Regions from separate parts of the Zea mays genome. Here region 1 is linked to region 2. Evidence: chromatin contacts called from public Hi-C data. All regions are on one chromosome and are shown on one strand. The core of a region is the stretch at or near the end of the contact, and the rest is flanking DNA. Distances in the headings are between cores, read along the strand shown. Region 1 holds the start of LOC100383388 (putative B-box type zinc finger family protein). Region 2 holds the start of LOC103653034 (histone-lysine N-methyltransferase ATXR3).

The links. A called contact is a pair of places that touch in the nucleus more often than the background predicts.
Region 1: a contact with region 2 is called in a Hi-C map of bundle sheath, with 4 times the contacts expected there. The contact joins the promoter of LOC100383388 here to the promoter of LOC103653034 in region 2. A contact is called at or near these places in 3 of 25 Hi-C or Micro-C datasets (bundle sheath, endosperm and leaf).

Annotation. Positions count from the first base shown.
Region 1 is chr4:31,714,579-31,721,746 of Zm-B73-REFERENCE-NAM-5.0, reverse strand. It overlaps LOC100383388 (putative B-box type zinc finger family protein), which reads right to left and starts at 4,140. Exons shown (of 3, transcript NM_001176043.1): 1 at 3,420-4,140; 2 at 3,000-3,232; 3 at 1,779-2,199. The coding sequence starts at 3,968. The coding sequence ends at 2,190.
Region 2 is chr4:31,293,524-31,301,085 of Zm-B73-REFERENCE-NAM-5.0, reverse strand. It overlaps LOC103653034 (histone-lysine N-methyltransferase ATXR3), which reads left to right and starts at 3,072. Exons shown (of 21, transcript XR_565197.4): 1 at 3,072-3,397; 2 at 3,518-5,518; 3 at 6,822-6,878; 4 at 7,284-7,562.

The DNA of each region.
Region 1 (7,168 bases), core at 2,891-5,390, 420 kb before region 2:
GGGAGCTTCCTGCGCCACCTCCCCCGCCGCGGGCGCCTGCTGCACCATTGCGGCCACTCGCGCCGGCGATTGGGTCCCGTCGCTGTCCTTGACACCCTCGGTGGGGCGGCTGTGGCGGCGGGCTCGGACGCGACGGGGGCGTCGTCCATGTCCTGGGCCTCCCGGCAAAAGGCCAAGGACTTGCGGCACCCCCAGCCGGCGGGGAGGTCGAAGCGGGCGAAGAGGAGCGGGTCCCTGGCAGCCCGCGATGAGGACGCGGGTGCCATGGCCGCGGCCGGCGATGACTCCACTGGCGCGCCGAGTCGCGCGAGCTAGAAAGGGGGGAAGAGGAAGAGGAGGAGATGGATTTCACAACGCAGTAGCCTGGAGGAACAAGAACCAACCCTAATCAAGGAGAAGCAGGTTAGGCAAAAAATGTTGGGCGGCTGGTGCGCCTTGGTGAACACCTCGGGCTTGTTGACGAAGTGGAGATCGAGGAAGACGCCGATGTCGGGGGCACGACGCGGATGGGCGACATCGACGGGCAAGGAACTTGCGTGATTCAGGGGTTGGGGGACAGCGCGGATGGGCGACATTGATGGGTGGGGACCTTGCGTGATTCAGGGGAGGGAGCTGTTGCGCACGGCGGGGGCACGGAGGGGCTAAGCAGGGGGAAGCCGGGATGACGCGGTAGCGGACGCAGGTATCCTGACGGCGGGCACGGGATGCCTGGCGGGTCCCTGACTCGCGCGACCTTCCTTCCCCGACTCGCGCGACCTTCCTTCACTGTGACGGCTGACGGCGGATCTCGCCTTCCGGTTTGGTGGGGGCGCGGAGGTGGAGAGGACACGGGGAAGGAACGCCCGCTGAGCTTCCATTGCGGCGGCGGTGGGGAGGACACGCGGATCCGCGTGGGGGAGGACCGCGTTGATTGCGACAGCGGTGGGGAGAAGGGTGGGAGATCCGCGGGCGTTGATTGCTGGCGGCGCGGTGTGCTGGCGCTGATGGCGGGGCGGGTTTGGGGCAGCGCGTGCGAGAGGACGATCGCGGCGGCAGAAGAGTGGTGCTGTGGGCGCCTACAATACATTCATATAGAATAGTAGAGATAAAGACGAAAACAAATGCGAAGCCTTGCCCATATTTTAGAGTGATTCCAAAATCCTCCACGGAATGTGTAGTAACATTAGTTTAAGCAAGAAGCTTTGGATTAAATTCAGTAACCAAAATGTATTGGGGCCCGTGCACTGTGCAGTGCAGAGACTGGCCACTCAGTTGTTTGCACGGTGCTTCCATGCGAAACGCCAGCAGAATACAATAGAAACGCTTCGGTTCTTTCACATCACAAAAGCAAACCCCTGCTTTCATTTTCAGGTTCAATTCTTTGTGGCGAGATGATGTCGACAGCGACCGGGCCTGCGAGCAGCAGCAAGCGTACGTACATCCGTGACCATGGCAGCATCAAAACCAGTACGTTGCTGTCACTGACCTATAGACCAGCCTGCACATTTTCAAATGACGTTACTTCCGCGTTCCCCCTACCAGGCAGGATATTTCCCCCCCGTCTAAGAACACCCATCTGACAAGATCACTGGGCATCCATACACGAACAATATCCTAATAACCCCACGCCCGCCCAAATGGGCGATTAACAATTCCAGATCCATCTTCGCCATGTTGCAACTTGCCCAGATTGTATGTATTTGCCAGGTGAGCAGCGACGACAGTGCCGCATGCTTCAGCTGCCACTGCAACCATAGACAATAAATCTCACCGAAAGAACTGTCAAGAAACAAGAAACTAGGGCTCAGCCACTCAGGGCACAATTCAAGAAAGCAGACAGTGAGGCCATCGAACAATGCCGGTGCAACTGCGAGCCTGCCCTATACCGTTTCTCTAAGGTTAGAAAACAAGCAGAAGAGGACGGAATCGAACACAACGAAGTAATGGGGACATATACAATCTCAGCGAAGCCATCGACGTTTAGGAACACTACTATGGTTCTAGGACTGCTGCTCTGGTAAACTCTGCGGCGTGCAAGGTTGCTTGAGGACCGAAGACGAACTGATGATCGAAGAAAGATGTATGCCTCGGTGGGAACTGATCTCGCCGTGCCGTCGTGATCCGCATCTTCCCCGGAGCTTGGATGCACTAAAAGCTGGCCTTCTAATGTTAGCATCAGCATCTACACCAGTCATCGCAGGTTGCCTGCCTCAGGTAAAGCTGCAATAACAGAACAGGAACAATCTACCATGAGAACTTTGATCATAACCATGAAGCAAGACTCATGCCGAGTTGCTGCCAAAATTCACCAAATGGTGTTCCAACCTATACAAGTTACCAGTCAGAGTTGATCCTAGAAACAACAAAATTTAGTTCCAAGGCTCAACTGCTAGACATGAACAACTTCTCTCCAACAGAAGGTAAGCGTTCGAGTGCAATAATCGACACAGATTGCCACTTGGCGCCTCACAATCTCGCATACCCACCTACACACCCACACGAAATAGACCAGAAAAAAAGGTGGAAATGTAATGTTTTTCATAATCTAAAAAGCATGTTTGCTACCCTACCATCAGCTACAGCGTTACTGGGATTGCGGAGCACTCCAGGGCAGCATCATATAATGGCTCTCGGCAAGAAATCAAGGCTTTCTCGTTATGATGCAGCCATCCCCCCTTTTATGTTTACCGGTAGAGACCTCGTGCCCGTAAAACCCACTAGTAGCTATCAACCTTTTACAACTTCTATATCAGTTCGCTCACCTTACAATTGTTTTTTGTTAAATTCTTCCCTGGCAATGCTATCGCGAGTTATTCGAAAGAGATTGATGATCTACCATATTTATTTATTTATTTATTCAGGGGATACTTGACACCATGCTAGTTAGGAAGGATGCATAATTGCGTCCATGTTCGCTAGCAGAAACTTTTTCCGTCTATGTAGTACAGTGAATGGCACTTGCAGTTGTTAAATATGCCATGGAAATTTCAGATGAAGGGGGGGTGGGGTTGCAGACTCACTCATTCCTGGCAATGCCGGCGTCGGAGCAATTCCTCGCCGCCGGTGTGCCATTCCCGGGCTGCGGCGACCCATCAGAGCTGAAGAAATCCGAGGGCGATCTCTTCCTGTGGCGGGAGGCGAGGACCCGGCCGCCGCTCCGGGACGAGGTGGCCTCGTCGCTCCGGCCGCCGTGGCGCGCGGACGACGCGTGGTGGCACAGGCCTGGCTGCGAGGTGGAGCACGGGGCGTTTTCCTGGAAGAGAGGAGGAAGCGACATTCGGGGTCAGAACGAGATGGTCGCTCGCGAATTGGAGGGAAACGGTCGGTCCTAGCGAGCGACCGCGATTCACGGGGAATACGTGTAAGAATTGTATGGCTGCGAAGCGATAGGATGGCAAATCGAGGAGCGGGTGAAGGAAGAGGGGCGATAGAGGCGGCACCTTCGCTGCGCGCTCTGCGCCGTTGGCGGGGGCCTCCCGGCTGCTGCTGGACGTGGAGCTCCCGACGGGCGGCGGCGTGGCCTCGGCGTCCTCCGTCCACGGCACGACCTGGTTCTCCCCCTCCCCTTCCTCCTCCTCCTCCTCCTCCTCCTCCTCGGAGTCGTCGTCCTCGTCGTCGTCATCCTCGGCGTCTCCGTCGCCCGCTCCCCCCATCTCCTCATCGCCGCCGACGCCCACGGCCCCCGCCGGGCCGCGGCGGACGCAGCGGACGCAGAGGGAGACGGTGGGGCCGAGGCGCGGGCCCGCGGCGCGCCACGGCGTGGGGCGCGCGCAGCCCCGGCACAGCAGCGAGCGCGCGTGGCGCGCCACCAGGAAGTTGGCGCCGTGCACCTGCGCGTCGCAGCCCCAGCAGAGCGTGGCCTCGTCGGCGCCGCAGTACACCCTGGCCGCGGCGCCGCACAGCTCGCACGCGCCACCGGGGCCGGGGCCGGGGCCGGGGGTGGCGGCGCCCTTCTCCTTCCCCACTTCCGCTGCCGCAGCCGCCGACATGATCCTCGCCGCCACCGCCACCGCCACAGCCACAGGGGAGGGAGATTTCTCGGTTTCTTGCTTCGTTTCGTTTGTTTTGGAGAGTAGAGAAGGAGAGGGCGAGATTGTTTGGAGCGCAGAGAGGAAGAAGAGAGAGAGAGAGAGAGAGAGGGAGAGATTGTTTGGACCGCAGAGAGGAAGAGGGAGAGGGAGAGGGAGAGATGTGAGGCTGGAGTTTTGTTGGGTGCGGGAGGTCTTTTGGGCCTCCAACTCCAACCGAACCGAGGATCCTCTGCGGAAGTGCGGATGCGCTTCGCTCCCAGTCCCACTACTGGCCGCGGAAGCCTCCAGCTGGACATTCCTTCCCTGTCTTTTCTCTCCTTCCCGAGGGCGTAGCGTAGCTGTTGAGTTCATCTTTATCCAGCCATTAGAAGTAGAAGCCTACTTAACACCAACCTCAACAGAGTTTTGCTATACATTCGTAGGACCCAAAGGCAGGCAGGCGGTCGTGGTGGTGGTGGAGAGGAATAAGTGGTGAGGGGAAACGTGAGGCTGGCAAGAGGCGGAGTGGCCGCATCCAGCAGCTGCAGCCAGCCACAAGTTCCCCCAACGACCCTACCCCAACCCCAACCTCAACCTCGTATTCGTCGTTCCGTGCCTTGAGATAGATATTTTCCTCGCTCTCTCTCTCTCTCCCAGCTGCTGTCCTCAGTCCTCACCTCTTTCGCCTTTCCCAACAGATTTCCATGCCTGCGCAGTGGACTTAATAGCAGTCCAAGTAGTATTTCATATACATGATCCATCAGAAATAAATAGGGGCTCAGCTTCTCTTGCATACACAGTTGACCAAAAAAAAATATGTCCATGCAGGCTCTTCCCAAATAATTAAAAACACATGAATATAACACATTCCATTAGCCTCAGGATCTGTTCGTTTGCACAGGAATACATAATGAATTATTCTAGCTAATCAAAACTTATATAAATTAGAGAAACAATTCGGATAGAAATTATTCTAGGGTTCCGTTCCGTAATAACCGAACGGCCCCTTAGGGCATATACAACCTTGAGCCCCTGACTCGGTTTTGCCAAGCACAAGAGACAACTACGAGATTGCATGAAACAATCCTGAATTCTTAGATCATAAATGCAGTCAAGACACAAAATATATAGAAAGTCGTGAATAGTATGTCTCTTATATTTTTCCCCCCGCTGTACAAGTGAGATATAGTTTCTTCAAACATTAGATGCAGGGTACAAGTGAGGCTCATAACCCTTTCCCAAAGAATATATATCTCCATTATTCTTTGTACCGACAAGTCTGTTGTCTGTCCATTTTCTAGCGGACAACTTTAGGAACCTGAAAACAACGCATTCACACATATGACATATTCATGCATGCCCTTGCTGTGGTTGGAGATTCGGATTGGGATCTACATGGTCCAAAACAGAGTAATTAGGATGTACAGTTAATTACTAAAACAATATCGTCGCGACAATCAAACTTGTTAGAGGAAGAAAAAGTATTTAAAGATGATGAACAGTTGCATAAGACAGACAAGGACAATAATGGGCGCCTAGTAGAGTAGAGTGAAGAAGCAAACACTGGCCACACGATGTGCATGGGTCGTTGTACTTATTCGCCGAGAAAATAATAAAAAACAATATGCGAAATAAATAAATAAAATAATTAAAGGCACCGGAAAGGCGGAGAAGAGAAAAAGATGCGGCGGAGCTTGTGGCTGTGCGACGACGGGGCCGGGCGCTGTGGAGGCCACGTGAAGAGCGCGTGGACCGGGTTGCTCCCCCATGCCGCTTCGGTGGGCCAGCCCGCCAGAACAGCCCCGAAAAAGATTCACCACCTATACTATACACACGCCGCGCCCTGTTTGCTTCCTTCCGTCAAGGACCCACAAGGAGGAGGCAACCTATAGGGGCTCGATGGCCAGCAGCAGGGGGGCTCATGGCTGGGCAATGTGCGATGACAGATCTAGACCTACGATCGATGGAGCAGCGCAAGACAAAATTGCACCAACGATATCAACGATGCATGATAATAGGCTAATCTGCTAATATCATTTGTATGTAAAGAGCAACAATAGCATGTGCATAGAACATAAAAGATCATCATCGTGGCATTTAGAATTATGCGAGAAAAATAACATACTATTTCTTACTATGAGATTAATCTAGTGCAAACCATCTATTATACTAGATCATTTGAAACTTCTACAATTATAGTGTGTTTGGTTAGCAGCACGACATGGTCTAGAGTGATCCGAACCTGTATCCGAGCCTACAAAATCGTTTGGATAGCGTCACGGAACCCACCCATCCGTCATCCACTCATTCCAAAATACAACAAAACCCTAGCAGTGACTCATTCCTCCAAATCAACCGAATGAGCTCACTTCGGTTCGCATCTCGCACAGGGGCGGCAGCGGGGCAGCTCTGAGGGGATCTCTCGGCGGCGACGACGCGGCGACAGCAACAGCCAGGCTCGAGGTACTCACCCAACCGCCACTCCTCACACTACCAGATCTAGGCGTCGCACCTCAGGATTCGCATCTCAGGATTCGCACGGAGTGAACAAGGCTGAGCGTCGTCTCATTCTGACTTCCGATCCCCAGCGGAAAGCGGAGCCAGGACCGGGAGCTGGAGCAGTTGTCTTCCCCCCTCGTCTCCGTCAACTGGTGAGCTCCCTCCTCCACCTCCTCTCCCTGCTCTTTGATCTCGCCCTCGTTTCTTCCTCCCCGGGCGGCCATCAGTTCCGGCGCGGCAGCTGGGAGCCCTGCTTTCTCGACTCTGTTTCTCGAGCACCTTCTTGAACCAGCCAATTTGCACGCCGAGGGAGTAGGGTACCCCAGCCGCTCCACTGCATACAGTCATCAGTGGGCAGTGGTTTCTTTTCAGCTCTCGGTATCTCAACCCAAGTCCCAAGGTAGCTGTAGTTAAGCTCACTGCCTAAGACGGAAAAGTTAGCCACATCATCACATAGTGGATTAAGATTAACCTACAACACATTCCTGAGAGTTCTTCGTGGACTGTACACTTTTGCTTCATGGAGATTGTATTTTCTATTCGTGTTGCCTAACTAATCTGGCTTTTTAATTCTGCAAACCGAAGCATCCGATAGAGTGAGGACAATCATTACCTACTGCTAGGTGGCTCAAATGGTTGGTTCATTTGGTTGGTTGCGTGTGATGTCACAGTGGAATCAT
Region 2 (7,562 bases), core at 1,823-4,322:
GTGGAGGGATAGACGCTAGCGTCTGCCTCCACCTCACACACCGCCAGATTCACAGCTGCACGATGAGAAAGGTTGTTGGGCAATCGTTAGATAGATACAAGAGAGGAGAGGGGTGAGGACAATAGAGATAACCAATACTATATCATTTACAAATTGCTCTCACTATTCAACATTTTTGGCTTTGTAATAGTATTGCAAAGAATCTGTGCATCCCTTGGCGTTGATGCCACCCTCTCACAAGCTGATATCAACAAGAATGTTGATATGATTTCAGCAAGACTCAAACAATAAGAGTGCTTTGAGAGTTTTCCTGAATATGGTCGCTTGGCACATAAAATGGGTGCAGATTATCATGCCAAGCTTCTGTCATAGGTGAGAGTGTGATGTGGCTTGCTTTGAATCAAAAACTTTTGAATTGGATATACTTACTGCTAATGTATTTCCATTTATTTATCCATAATTTAGAGGTTGTGGTCAAGGCCAAATTCCAAGTATTATAGCCATGATTAACGAAACAAACGATGAAATAGAAGCCCGGTTGGATTAACTTGGTCGACTAGTCGGAGGCGATGCTGGGGTAAGAGTTATTGTATTTTTTTATGATCTATGTTATGTTGTGGCGAGAGTTATTCAAATGCATTGTCAATGATTCGTGCCACAAACTGCACTATTTATTTCCATGTGATGGTGCCACCGTGCATTATATATTTCTATAAATCTTGTTTGTTGCAGGTGGTGTTCTTTTAATTTGTTTCTTATAGTGTTGATCTGAAGTTTCACTCCAACAACCAGCTATTTTTTTTCAGGTAGCCATTTACAAGGTTGTTTGCAGATCTAGCAAAAAATTGCCAAGAAAAGAGCTCTACTGAGAAGGGCATTTCTCCATCTTTGGCTGCTCTATGGGATATTGGCCCACATGACGACTTGGTACGGACATTGCGTTTAGCAGTGATGTGCACTGTTGATTCACTCTTTATATGTCCAACTATGAAGTAGACCGTTCAGCAATTAAAGCAGCTACAACCTCCAAATCGTGAACATCGATAGAGATGAATAGTTTTACACGTTCTAAATGTAGAAGGTAAAGATAGTTATGACCTCACTCTCGATGTTTTCTCCTTATCATCTGTTTTACTAGATTTTATCCTGTAGATGGCAGCTTTGTTTAATACAGGTTTCTCCTGAATCTCACACTTCTCACTAATGTAACTGCTTATAAGAAGTGCAGGTGAAATTAATAGTCTTAATACCAAAGATTTTGTTCAAGATCATTTGATTGTATTATTCCATTATTTCTCTTACCATTTAGTGTGTGTATGACTGTATACATACACATGGCCCCATAGTAGTACGTTCCACGTGTTGCTTCCAATGCATGAACATAGTCACTTGTGTTGTATAGGTGTTTAGGCATCTGGTAGGTTTTTGCAAGGGTTTAGGAGAAAAACTGTATTTATATCCGCAATCAGCAAAACTATGTAACTTACTCGGTTGTAGATGATGGATGTTAGAAACAAGGGCGTAGTGCGTGTTCTAATGCTCAGTTCTGTTGTATTCTATTTTTATGTAAACTTATTAGCAATTATTTATATCGTGGCCCTTGTATACACTGCATACTTTTTGTACATTGCACTTGCATCCGTTCCTATTTCACTCTTTCTCACCCGCTTATTTTCACGTGTGTCCTCCGAATGTATCATTGAACATAAAGACAAACAAATATAAGAGCACTAACATTTTATCGAATATTCTGTATGTCGTTGCAACGCACGAGCATCTAACTAGTAAACTAATAAACCACAAATCACCATATTAACTTAGGTATTTTTCCAAAAGTACCGTGATCATTTTAGAAATACTAGAACTCATGTTGAGTGTAAAATGCACTGTGGGCCCTCTTTGCTCCAAACAACATCCATAGCTGGAGTCGCGAGAAAGGGTTCTCCATCTCATAACAAGAAAACATGTTGTAAAATTGATTTAGGTCCTCTTTAGGCCCATTAGCTGGCACTAGTTAGTTAGGTATTATTTTTATCTGATAGTTGTTTATTTAGGTCTAGCTAATAATTAGTTAGTCTATTATCTATATACTTGTGTCTGATTTGATAATTATTAGAGAAAATCTCTATATGCCACTATATATTTTTTCAATACCTTATTCGTCATTGTAAATGCTTTAATCTCTTCTGTATCGACCGGATGCAAATTTTTTTTATCCTTTTAAGCCATCACCAGTGACATAGAAGAGTAATAAAATTGTAGTCCTAAATACCTTCTATGCTACCGACGATGACATAAAAAGGTAAGAAATTATATTTGAGTAACATAGACGCGATTATGATATTTTATGATGACAAATAAGATAATGAACGTAATTATAGTGACATGCTAAGAAAACTGCTCCTAATTATTACTACTATCCACCTTAAGCACACCAGATCACAGGGGACCAACATGCAAATACATCGGTACAGTTTGGTTACATGCATCCTCAGCGCCTGAGTCGCGCGGGCTTGCATCCGTGGAAACGGATGAATTTTACTTCTCCACGCGTACAGGCCAACAAAGAGAAAAAAAGACTATTTTGCATGTGTGCGTACAGGTCCGGATGCTACCGTGCAGTTAACCAAACATATGCACAAGGACGGTCAACGCATACGAAGGATCAGGCCGCGGGCGTCCGGCCAACCAATCAGTGAACCAATGGTGCAATAGAAAACCGTTGGCACCGTCTCCAGCACCTATTCTATCCTACCTTCTATTTCAATTTTTTTATTTTAAACTCTACTTCATAACTATACACTCTATAAGAGTGTATCTAGCACATTATCTCATCTTTTATTTAAATTTCACTTTACAAATAATATCGTCTATATTTCCATATCTCCTATTCTACGCTATTAATAACTATACTATATTATATTGTAGGTATGTTTGGTTTGCGCGGGCGGAAGGCTGCCTGATCCAGACAACGCTCCCAGTCGTTGCCTCGTTGGGAGCTGATCCTTTGCCTGTTTGATTTTCACCGTCTGGGGCTGATCCTTTGCCTGGCAGGCATTTGCCTGTGACAAGCAAATAAGCCAACACTGCGTCCCGTCTTCATTCCTTGCCCTTCGTTCGGGCTTCGGCCCCTCCACTCCACATAAGAGCGAGGCCCCAGTCGCGGAGGAGGCTTTACGAATCCCAAAAAGCAAACACACACAAACCCAGGAGATAGCACCCCGCGCTCGCGCTCGCGCCCGCGCCACGACGCGAGAGCGCGCGAGGCGTGGAGCCCTAAATCCCGGAAGCTTCCGAGGCCGCTCGCCGGGGGCGGGAGAGGGAGCTCGCCGCCGGTGACGGAGCCCTCGCCGCCGTAGATCTCCCGATCTGAGACGCCGCTTCTCAATTCCCTACAGTTACGGGCTCCGATCCGCGGCCGCTTCGATCCGGCCGGTTCCTCCGCGCCAATTCGCGCCCCTCACATTGCTGCTGCTTGATTCCTCCCTTGGCTGAAACACTGCTGCTCTGTGATTAGGGTTTTTCGGTGCCGGCGACGGAGATGACTGTGGAGAGCCCCGGGGAGCTAGGCTTCTGAAGCGCACCGTGGGGCACAGCTTGGCGGACGACGGCCCCCGACAGCCAACTAGGTTTTCCATGGGAGATGGGGGTGTCGCGTGCGCCGTCCGCGCAGTCGAGGGCTTCCATGCCGGCGCCCTCGTGAGGAGAGGAGGAGCGGGAGAAGCGATGCCGGATAAGGGGGAGAAGGCTCATGGACACCACCACCAGCAGCAGCACTGGAAGAACCAGCAGTCAGCGTCAGCTACTGACCTGGAGGAGGGGGAGCTGCTCAGTGGGGAGGCGGAGACCAATGGGTTGCCTGAGAGGAGCATGCCACCTAAGAAGTGGAGGAAGGTGCTGGCAGCCTCCGCAGCTGCTGTGGAGGTGGAGCCTGGGGAGATTGTGAGTACGAAGCAAGCAGTGCCATTGAAGAAAGCAAGGAGAAATGGGGAGGTTGACAAGGTAGAGCTGCTGCCGGAGAGGCAGAGGAAGGTAAAATCTTCTGGGAAGAGCACCAGGAAGTCTATCAAGGATGACATGGAGCCAGGGGAGATTGCACCGCCAGAAAAAAGGCGAGATGCCAAGTCCCAACGGGCTGATGATAACAGCAGGAGGCCAAGTTCATCTGCCCAGAAAAGCTCCTTGCGGGATTCTGATGAAGAGCCTGGTGAAATTAAGCCAGAGAGCAGCACCAGTGGCAGTCTAAGGAAGAACCAGCCAACAGAGCCCCACAGCATTAACCACAAGCACCACACTGACACCTCTGACCAGTCAGGATCAAAAAGTCATAGGAAGGGTCCGAAGGGAGAAGGGAAGAGATCTGCTGCCAGGCATTTGTCTGGGAGAAACCGTGAGATATCATCACCAACACGGGATCGGCGTGATCGGCACGAGAGGAGCCCAGGCATCTTGGGTCGTTTTCCTCATGAGCGCTCTCGTCATGACAGGTATGACAGGAGCCCGAGCCGCTTAGAGCGTTCCCCACATCGAGAGCGTGCTCGCCACTACGAAAGCAGAGACCACAGCCCATATGTTTCACCTCGACATAGAGCTCGTCAGCCCCATTTCAGGGATAACACGCCAAGTCGTGTTGATAATTTCCCTCGTGGGAGAGTCCAGCGTGAGGATGTCAGAGACCGTAGCCCATTTCTTCACGACAGATCGCCTTCTGAACGTTTTCGGCCTACTGATACTCATGAAGCAAGCAAGAAGAGCAGAAGTGGCAACAACTCAGAAAAGTCACAGCACAAAAGCAAATCAGCGAAGCAATCTTCAAAGACCAAGAGTGGTAGCAATGAGAAGAATGAGAAAATCTCCAATGAAAAGCCCACTGAAAGCAGTAAGTACACTGAACTGCCACCGCCACCTCCACTACCGCTGCCACCACCGCCGCCTCCACCACCTCCACCTCCACCTCTGCCACCTGCTGTACCGCCTCCCCTGCCTCCACCACCAGAACCTGAGCCAACTGGAGTTCTAGCCGAAGATATGATAGAAGACATGGATATCTGTGACACCCCACCTCACACTAGTGCAGCACCTGAACCCACGGATCCAATTTATGATATAGGGAGGTGGTTTTACCTTGATCACTTCGGTATCGAGCAAGGACCTTCCAAGCTTGCTGTATTGAAGAAGCTGGTGGAAGATGGATATCTTCTTTCTGACCATTTGATAAAACATGCTGATAGCAACCGATGGGTGACTGTAGAGAATGCAGCTTCACCACTGGTGCCATCTGATTTCCCCTCTTTTTATTCGGACACTTCAACACAGATGGTTAACCCACCAGAAGCACCAGGAAATTTGCTCGATGAAGCTCTAGAGGAGGCTTCTAACTTGGCATCAGGTTCTGAGGATAAACAAATGGTGGAAGCTTCTGCAGAAGATAGTGAAGAATTCTATATTAATGATAGGGTTGAAGCACTGATGGATGGATCAATTTTGGTGCATGGCCAGGAGCTCGAGATCATTGGAGGTAAAGTTCTCTTTGCTATATTTGAAGATCCACGTGTTTTTGATGTGGTCTAGGCTGGACTTGGGTTCTCTGTTTTTGGGTTATATCCTTTTGGAGTTGGCTGCAAATCCCTTGGTTTTGGTTTCTTGTGGTTGTGGAGGCAATAGACGAGCATCCCTGAGAGGCTGAGAGAGCCGATGAGGTGTTATATGATGTCTATTTGCTTGGGTTTAGGCCGTTTTGGGCCCATAAGCGTGCATTGTTGGTCTTATTTGGATACAGTTTTTCAAAAATCTAATGGTCCTGACCTCGGTTTTTGAGGAATTTTAGTTGCTTCAACCGTTTTGCATCTGCATCCTCGGGAACATCCTTTTGATCTAACGACCATAAAATCACTCTCTTATATATATATATATATGTATATATATATATATATATATATATATATATATATATATATATATATATATATATATATATATATATATATATATATATATATATATATATATATATATATATATATATATATATATATATATATATATATATATATATATATATATATATATACTTCTAAAGCTCTGTATTTGAATTTCTGTGTAATTGTATCAGATCTATTCGAGATGAAAACGGGTACCTATTCGGATACCAGTTTTTTGGTCTTTTTTCTTTGATTGTGAATAGATATGATATAGAATCTGCTATGTAAATTGATATTCTTGTTTTTAACATTGAGCCTGTAAAGATTATAAAATATAAACCTCAAATTTATCATATATCTTCTCTAATGATAGACATAAAATTTGGGTATCATTCGGATATGGATAGTTGGATACGGATACTTTTTCATCTTTTTTGTTGTAGGCAGCAAATAATGTATAAAATAATTTATGCAAAATTTTATTCTTATATGTAATAATGTGCTTGATAACACAAGAAAAGATTAGCATTTTAAAACATTAGATTTGTCCTAAGAGTTCGGGTACCCATTTTATACCATGTTTGAAGGTAGATATCTAATCTTCCTTCTAAAATCAGGATTGTTGGTGTGGATGTTGATCTGTAAGTTTAATTGGACAATATATTTTTTTGGGGGTGTAACTGCAAATACAGAACTTCCCAGGCCATGTCAAATATCTTCTGTTTTTTTCGTTCTTTAATTTGTTTTGAATAAATCGCACTGTACCTTTGTGAACTTGCATTGGACTTCAACCTGCATTTTACTTCCCCAGCACCCAGATGGCCTGACTAGCACAAATTTATGAAATTAAACCTCATGGCTGGACTAATGTTGTAGCGCTTTGTCACTTGGAAATTGCAGAGCTTTTAGGTGCAGATTTTCAGCCTGCTGATTGGCAAAGATTGAGTCACCCTGAAGGTACTGTATCAGTTTAAATTTTGTTTGGCCTTAGGGTTTGTACTGTTCCTTATCCAATTTTTCGGAATGGCTATACGCTTTTCTTCGTTTTAGATGGTAATACAACTCTCTGAGATGATTTGTGTTCTGTTTTTTTTTTTGTATTTTATCATCTGTTTTTTTTCTTCTATAATACGCAGGAGAGTTGCGAACCTTTCAATTAAGAGAGGGGGGGGGGGTCCGATACAGCCTGCACCCCTACCTTGGTCCAAGCAAGGGGCTGCAAGAAAACTATTTAAAATTGTTTCATAAAACACTACATAAGTTCTTCCCTTGTAGTTTTTAATGACGCCACCGTATAGTTATTTGGTTGCCTTTGTTCTGTTATGCTTGGCATTTGTGATTTATATATTATTATTATGTCAGATTTTACTAGGTTCCATGTGCACATCGAAGGAGACGATGAAATCATTGGAGGCACAGAATTCTTAGAAAATAGAACAACAGATGCTTATGGCCTTGTTTCTGTGGACAACTTCCATCATTATGTCGAGTCTAGCGAATGGTTTTCTGGGAGATGGTCTTGCAAAGGTGGTGACTGGAGGAGAAATGACGAATTGGGCCAAGATACTCCATTCAGGAAAAAACTTGTTCTCAATGAAGGGTATCCTCTATGTCAGATACCAAAAGGTAGCTATGAGGATC